Linked DNA regions of Mus musculus: regions 2 and 3 are each linked to region 1. The links are chromatin contacts, called in public HiChIP or PLAC-seq and Micro-C maps. All regions are on one chromosome and are shown on one strand. The core of a region is the stretch at or near the end of the contact, and the rest is flanking DNA. Distances in the headings are between cores, read along the strand shown. Region 1 holds the start of Cxxc4 (CXXC finger 4). Region 2 holds the start of Npnt (nephronectin). Region 3 overlaps Arhgef38 (Rho guanine nucleotide exchange factor (GEF) 38).

What was found. Hi-C and Micro-C count contacts between places; a contact is called where the count stands out from the background. HiChIP or PLAC-seq counts read pairs in DNA pulled down with a chosen protein or histone mark.
Region 2: a Micro-C map of embryonic stem cells shows a contact between it and region 1, with 5 times the contacts expected there. The contact joins the promoter of Npnt here to the promoter of Cxxc4 in region 1. A contact is called at or near these places in 4 of 484 Hi-C or Micro-C datasets (all in embryonic stem cells) and 1 of 9 other capture datasets (embryonic stem cells).
Region 3: an H3K4me3 HiChIP or PLAC-seq map of embryonic forebrain shows a contact between it and region 1, with 6 times the contacts expected there. The contact joins the enhancer-like site here to the promoter of Cxxc4 in region 1. A contact is called at or near these places in 5 of 39 promoter capture datasets (cranial neural crest, frontonasal cranial neural crest, liver and 2 more), 1 of 484 Hi-C or Micro-C datasets (uterus) and 4 of 115 datasets of contacts at active chromatin or transcription factors (embryonic forebrain, embryonic midbrain, forebrain and 1 more).

What each region holds. Positions count from the first base shown.
Region 1 is chr3:134,235,169-134,237,796 of GRCm38.p6, forward strand. It overlaps Cxxc4 (CXXC finger 4), which reads left to right and starts at 1,327. Exons shown (of 4, transcript NM_001004367.4): 1 at 1,327-1,518; 2 at 1,644-1,719.
Region 2 is chr3:132,948,987-132,951,614 of GRCm38.p6, forward strand. It overlaps Npnt (nephronectin), which reads right to left and starts at 1,305. Exons shown (of 14, transcript NM_001287101.1): 1 at 987-1,305. The coding sequence starts at 1,057.
Region 3 is chr3:133,112,132-133,114,759 of GRCm38.p6, forward strand. It overlaps Arhgef38 (Rho guanine nucleotide exchange factor (GEF) 38), which reads right to left. Exons shown (of 14, transcript NM_001368752.1): 14 at 147-2,628. Among named protein-coding and RNA genes, the nearest start is that of Ints12, 22 kb to the left of the region's middle. Within about 2 kb of position 1,315, at least 3 of the 459 cell types and tissues checked have an H3K27ac peak or open chromatin away from gene starts, as enhancers often do.

The sequences.
Region 1 (2,628 bases), core at 77-2,576:
CCAAGAAGGGAACCAGGCTAGCCTGAGCTGTATAGCAAATTCTAGAAATTCCTGGGATACAGTGTGAGATCCCTTCTCAAAATCCCTTCCAAGTGGGTAGGGGGAAAGGAGAAAGAATCACATTTAAAAGGACTTAAACATTTACATCCTATTTCATGCCTGTTTCTTTCAGTGTGGACAGCATGTGTTTAGTGTATCTCGGTTTCTTTGAGGCAGGAAGGAAGGGGTTAATTCATAGTTGGATTTTATGAGTTTTATTTATATGCGATGTGTGCTAAATACTTATCTTTCAGTTTGAAGTATTTTCCCCAGGTGATGGGAAGTAAAAATGCCCATCACATTAAAATTAGTTAAAAGAGATCATTTAGATATGAAAGTAAAGTTTGGAATTAAAATTAGGGAGGTGGGATAGATATTTGACTCCTTGGAATTACCGGATGAAAGAGTAAAGGGGGAGGGCGAAGCTTTGTAGGGCAGGAAGACCCGGACACAGTGGGAATGGAAGGCGGTGTGGGAGAAGAGAGAAAGGCAGTCACAGACTGAGACCGGTCAAGCATCACATCAAATTTTTTACATTCCGGCATAATAACATTTCAGGGATTCGAACCAGCAGAACACCAGTCCCTTTCCCCCTTACTTTAAAACGATAATGATTCTCTTTTAAAGAGTCTCTCCCGGCCCCGCCAGGAAGATCCTTTAAAAGCACGCGACCGGGATGTGAAACTGAGAGAGTCTTCCTGCAGCACACAGGACCTCCCCTCTGTGTCTGGCACAGCTCTTCCCAGCTCAGCCAGGGAACCCAGACAAGTTTATTTACACACCCCCCCGCCCAGCGTGCACAAACACACCCGCAGAGAGCGAGGGCGCGAGGGGCGGGAACGCCCTCTCTTCCATCCCTTCCAAACAATTATCTGCCAGAAGAAAAAAAAAAAAAAAAAAAAAAAAAAAAAAAGCAAATCCTTCGCCGCGCCGGAGGCTGGCGGGGTGGCGGGCGAGCCGGGAAACGTGGCCGCGCCGGCGAGCTGGGGATTTGTGAAAAGGAGCGCTGGCCCGCGTGCGCCTCTTGTTCCCCGTGTAATTTGCAGCCAATCATCGGGAGGTGTCCGCGCCCTGCGTCCTGCTCACCTCGGCCCGCCCCCGCCCCCGGCTCCGCACCGCCTCCCTCGCCTTTCTCCGCGCTCCCCTCCCCCAGCCACCGCACACACGCACACACACAAACAGAGCGAGGGGGGGGGGGGTGAGAAAGAGAGAGAGAGAGAGAGAGAGAGAGAGCGAGAGAGCGAGAGAGAGAGAGACTCCCCGGCTCCCTCCCTCCCTCCCTCGCACACAGCGACTGGAGACGGACCGGGAGCAACGCGCCGGGAAGAGCAGAGACCACCGACAACAGCCCCGCGCTCTCCCACACACGCTCACACTCGGCGCTTTCCTCTCCACCCCCACCTCCTCCTCCTTCCACCCCCTCCACTAACACCATCTCCTCCTCCTCTCTACAACAAGAAAAAAAAAAGCCATTTACAGGTATTTTTTTTTCATCCGCATATTTATTTACCCCACCCCCCCATTCCCAACAGTTTGTTTACAAGTATTAAAGTTGTAATTGGGAGCTGCCAAGACACATCTGGATTTGTGTTTCTTTGTGTTAGGGGGTGATGTGCAACTAATTAAAGGCAGACTGGCAGCGTCTGTAAATTCTAAGGCTCCCCAAATAAAAAGAGACTGGTAAGTGATTGTTCTTTCTCTTCCTCTGGCTTCCCCGCTTCTCTTTCTCTCTTAAATGTTTGCTGTCCGGTGGGATTGTAAAAGTAGATTAATGCTGGTCTCCAGCAATAAAAACCGTGACTGTATTAATTAATTAATTAATCTGCACCGGCCCCTCCTCCTGAATGTTAAATATGACCTTTGATCTCCATGTCTCTGGTAGATCAGACATACAGTATTAGGCATGTACAGTCACATTGTTCAGAGGCAAAGCAGGATCATGAAGTATGGATGTTTATTTTAGCTTTGGTGTTAGAACTATAGTTATTGGTGTGTGCTTTATTTTGTTGCTAAATAAAAGCCAAACAATAGCTGTGGCTTAGGTACCTTTTTTTCATGCTCCAGGGATGCATTGATTAAACAATAATGACCTGGATGCTGGGCACAATCCTTTTCTACAGTTTCTGGTGGTATTGAACCTAGAGGAGGGAAGGGGGGGGGAGGTAGTAGCAATTGGAGAAGCAAGGACAGCTTGTTTGGAAACACCATGCTAAGACTCTGAAAGGGGGATATTAGATCCCTTCTTTATTTGGAACAAGGTCAAAAGACTAAAATGTTAGTGTCCCCTCCCCTCAGTGGGATGATGCCCATTGCATGGTTGGCGGAACTAGTTTCTAGTGACTAGCAGTTATTATGATCTTGCATCTTCAATGTAATTCACAGAAACGGAAGCTGTATGTGTATTCTTACTGTGTCTTTCCCCCCAGACCCTAGCAAGTGTCAGGAATATTTAGCCAGGAGGATTTGGGGGGCACCTTTGTATTGTCATCAGGCCTCAGAAGGGAGCAGTTTTCCCTAATGTGAAACCACAGAGGTGGTGCCTGAGTGATTAGGGACTTGCTGTGATTGAAGGATGCCTGCCAGTTTCTA
Region 2 (2,628 bases), core at 55-2,554, 1.3 Mb before region 1:
GACACCTAGGCTGTGTGTGTGTGTGTGTGTGTGTGTGTTTCTTTGTAAATATGTGTGCCCCAAAGTAATGCACCACAAATCCAAATGTGGGCAAAGAATTGCTTTTGGAAAATAAAAGGCTTAGCCTCTGGCTGCTTTCCACTCTTCTTTAAACTCTTTATCTCTTCAATTCATCTTCGCTTTACCCTCAGGCTCAAAGTACAAAACAACCCCAACTTCTATTTCCTCCGACCAGGTGGTGAACCGGGAGCGGGTGCCTTTTTCTTCCGCGCTCCGAGGCTTTTCCTCTGGTCCCCTCCAGGGACAGGAAAGCCAATCAATCCTGGAATTGATTCGTTCCAAGATTGCAGGTAAAACAGGTGCGGCATCTTCAAGGCAGCCCTGGGACAAGCTCTGAGGGATGGGGACAGGGGTGAGTGGTGGTGTGAGCCAGCGGGAAACCTGTCCAGCTGAGGCCTTCAGTGGGGACTGAGCCCGGGATCTCCGGGGAGATCGCGCGGTGCGCTGCCTTGGGGGGACACGCTGAGTGACAGCAGAGACCCTGCCGGAGGTTGTTGGGACCTGTCAGAGCAAGCAACAGTCAGGCCCGCCAGGTCTGAGCGGTGCCGCGTGCTACACACACACACACACACACACACACACACACACACGCACCCCGAGCGCCTCCTCTCAGTACTCATGTTAAGCTTGTGTACACCGTCCCCCCTCCGAACCACAAACCGAGAGCCCTCGGGTGCCATTTGTTCCAAGTACGGTCCTCGCCGCCACCCTTTGTCGAATCGCCGGGTCACCTGCAAGTTTCCCCTCGGGACACAGTCCATCCTGATCACTGGCTGTAGGGACGCTCCACGCGTCACCTGTGTCCCTGCTCCTGCCCGCTCTCACCGCACACGGGGCACGAGCCTCTCTTTCTCCTGAGCCCGGAGCCAGGCTGCTCCACTCGAGGTCCCTGAGGGAAAGGGGAGGGCACCCGAGACCCGCCTCACCTCCCGTCGAAGTCGGCAGCCACCTGCAGGTAGAGCGAGGACGCGAGCACCGCCGCTAGGAGCACAGCCATGCCGGAGGACCGGGACGCGGGGACGCTGAAGGTTGCGGGGAGCTGCGCGTCCCGGGATCTCCCGGCCGCCTTCGGCGCGGCACCCGCGGCTGCTGGGACGCACAGAGCGCAGCGCGCAGCCGGGCAGGTCTGCGGCGGGCTGGCAGAGCCCCTCCGGCTCCCTCCTGGCGAGGGGAGGCGCTGCGGCGGGAGCCGCGCCGCCCGCGGGGAGGGGCGAGGCGGGAGGGACGCGCCGCGCAGCCCGCCGCCCTCCCTGCCCCGCCGCCCTGGTGCCCTGGGCGCGCGCCGGGGCTCGCCCCTCCCCGGGCCCCAGGGGCAGGGGCGGCTCAGGGGCGGGGATGCGGCGCGCAGGCAGCCTCGGCCACGGGTGGCGCTTGCCCCCGGGCTGCGAGAAAAGTTGGGAGCAGAGCTAGGGAGAGGGCTTGTCGGGTGACCTGCCTGAAAAAGTGAGCCCAGCCGCCAGAGGCTGGGGCGACAGTGGGGTTGGAAGTGGAAGTACGCGTTCTGTGGGGGTAGACAGATGCCCCCCCACATACACACACAGGTGGTCTATAGGGGAGAACCCAACTTTTCTGCACCTACCGGAGGGGTTCCTGGACTGATGAAGGCAGGCAGACCCAGATTGCTTCTCCTACAGAGCTGGAATATCCCTGCACCTTTTAACGGGGGTGGGGAGTGTGGTGGGGGGGGTTCGGCTCTCAGGTCGAATTTTGAAGAAGAACTCTGGGCTCAGGAGAAAGAGAAGAACCTTGGAAAACTGTCTGTGTCCTGAAGCTCCACTTGGTGCACCCCCGTGGGTAGGGCAAGTGCTCCACCCCAGAGGAAGGGGAGTTAGTTACCACTTAGCTTGTGGTGTAGCTGGTCTTGAGGGGACCTCTTTAGAACCATTTGAAGTAGTTACTGAGCTATCATAAAAAGCATTGCACCAAAGGACTGAAAAGAAATGATTTTCATAAATATACGTTCAAACTTAAATCATTCCCGTCCTTAGGCCATACCCCCAATGGCTGGCTGTCCTGTCCTCTCTCTCTTCAGTCCATGATCTCCTGGCCTGGCACCCTCTAGGCATGCATTGAAGAGGTTGTGTGTATAGCTGAATCTCACTTCCTTGCCTAAAAGTCACCCTAAAAGCCAAATATGAATGCTGTTTAAAATTCTTATCTTCCCCTCTGGTGTCACGTCCAGCCATACTTTGCCTTCCCCCCCCCATTGTACTGATCTTTTCTCTTACAGCATAATTTGTTTATCTATGTCTTCTTTCTGTTGTAATGTAAACTCTCCAAGAAGAGCTATCTTTGTTTAGTGCCTACAACATTGCCTGGCACATAGTAGGTGCTCATAAATGTTAATCGAAAGTATTTGCTACCGTACATTCAACTGTCACTCCGTTCGCATCATTTTAAGGTTTCTGCTACTTCAAATTGTTAACGAAAAGTTCTGTGCCAGTTTGGTTACACTATCCTGATTTATCAGTATGTGTAAAAACAGGACTTTTCTGCAAGAAAAGGAAAAATAATAGTTCTTTGATTTCCAAGTTGCTTCTGTTAGCAAAAGAAGTTTCTATTTTAATC
Region 3 (2,628 bases), core at 65-2,564, 1.1 Mb before region 1:
GTGAATTGAAAATAGATGAAATGACACAGAAAGAATGCTGGTCTTAAGATGCAATGATCTGGTCTTCAACTCCTTTGTGTTAGTTTCCTACTTTATAAAACGCAGTTCAGATGAGATAAAATGAAAAGACTTAATACAAACAACCCCTGGTTTATAATGCTTTACTGTTTTCTTATTTTTCAGTAGTGTGAAAGTCACATACATTTAGTTGCATCTGCACTTCAAGTCATCTTCCTGTGTTGCTCACATATTCTGAAATTCTATTTCATTTCCAGGCAGGGGCAAAAGGTTGCAGCTCCCAGTATTCATGTGATCATGCCACCAAGCAACTGATACTCTCTATATAGCAATGACTTTCTGAACAATGTGATAGTCAGTAGATCAGGATGTTTTAAACACATGGTGAGTATATCAGGTTATAAGTCCACTATAAAAGCACATCTGTATTTAAAAGTTAGATGATTCCAGATCTTGACGAGGGCATGATAGTAGTTTTATTAGTTACAATTATAAATTGTCACGACCCCAGGTTTCACAGGAAATACATCACTTTTAACAACATGAAATTTTAGTAGTACAAAAGTCAGAAGAAATTAGAAATGTGATGGATACATTCAGATGCCTCAGTGGAATTTTAAGCAAAACAAAACAAATTTAATTTAGTAAAAATATATTCCCAGGATTTCCAACCAAGAACATCTTAGGTCTAGTCTTTTCCAACGTGTTGACCTGTTTTTCAAAATACGCAAAATTTACCTGCATCTAACCAGAGTGTACAACCGTGAAAATCGTAGCTACGTAAAGACCCCAGGGTGAGAGCCAGTAGAACTGAAGTACTATAGTTTGGACTGGATTGATTTTACATCTATGTGTGTATAGAGAAGGAAGCAACTACAGAATTAGACTTTGAAGATTTGTATTCTTTACACAGAATCTATTCCTACAGGATTCCAGGTCCAGTGTCTGTCTACTCAGTGAACTGCAACCACCTCACTGACCATAATATAAACGTATAGGATCATTTGGTCTGAATTTTGTAAGGTCTGAATATTTTCACTAGTTAGCAATGCAGTGCATATATTAGGAAGCTGTAGTACTACAAACAACTTAAAGGGTGAGGGCTTTATTTCTTATAATTTCCTCCTTTTATTCATACAGCTCTGTTGAAGTCAATGTGGTAAATAAAGATCCAAGAAGTGACAATTCCATGTCTCAGTAGCTGAAACAACCCTTTGTGTAAACCACCCAGACTGTGTTCATTACAAATAGCATCAGGCATTTTAAAAGCAGTTTCTCAAAATCTGGATTGTATTTAAATCTGGATTGTATTTTGGAACGATTTGGAATGTTCCAGCATTTAACATCTGGTACCCATTGCTTCACTGCTGTGACTAAACATGCATTTATCTCTTCCTTACCTCCTCCTGTCCTTCAAAGTCAAGATATTTTTTCTGAAGTATAAGATAGGTTAAGAAAGTGGCTTTGTGATTTTTTTCATGAATCTGCACCAATGATAATTTTATATTACCAGACAGATATTTTACACTCTATATTATATATACTAGTAGTTTTTAACTACTAGAATCTCAAAATGAAATGTAAATAAGATGCATATATTTTTATTTATTTAAAAAAAACTAGCTACAAAAGCTTCCTCTTCATCTTGGTAAACAAAATATTGCCCACTTCAGAGGATCCTATTCTGTATAATATTAATTTAAAAAGGAATATAACAAAATACATTAGCATGCCTAGTTGTAATTATAACAATGCAACTAATGGCTTAATCTTTTGAATTGCTTACATATATATACAACCTATAAGCTATCTTGGAAATGTATTTTTCTGAGGTCTATTAAAATAATGTCTAATTTCAGAATTACAGGGTACTTGATTTTAAGTAAAAGAAGTAGAAAATGAAGGTCGTATATAATTTTTCAGAGCTCATGTATAGTAAAGTGCTCATCATGATAGGAAAGTTGCAGTCACTGGCTTCATGACAGTTCTTTCTCAGGAGTTAACTCAAGGGTTGCTTTTCCTGGCATGGATTTTTCACAGGTCAGACAGGAAGCATCACTCCTAGGGCCACATCAGTACACAAAACTTCTCCTGCATCTAATCACTGATTTCAGCCAGAAAGCACAACTGTGCTATTTATATAATCCTTCATTTTTGTGTAAAACATTGAAGTTTGGTGTACAGGTGTGCAGGTGCACACAGCCATGAATAAATCATGCCTCTTTCGACATTTTCATAGTGTCCTTAAGTAGCAACTTTGGATTTCTTTTTGCTTAACCTTAGGCAAACAAATTCATGCTTTAAAATTGAATTTAAAGAGCAACTAATCTTTTTTAAAGTCTCTAATATCTTTTAGAAAGTATTTTGTTGCCCTACTTAAAAAAGAAAACTTTATACTAAATCAAAGTCACAAGAACTTTATAAAGCTACTTTAATGCACTTAGTAGTAGTATAAGCTGTTTCTTTCATAATAGAATTCTATTTCTGGTTTGGGGAGCAGGTATCGTATTCAGCCAGCTGGATTATTTTGTTGTAGAACTCTTTATTTTGTTGTAGATATTGCTCAGTAATAGATGTAACCATATATATGATTATCATATCATATAAATG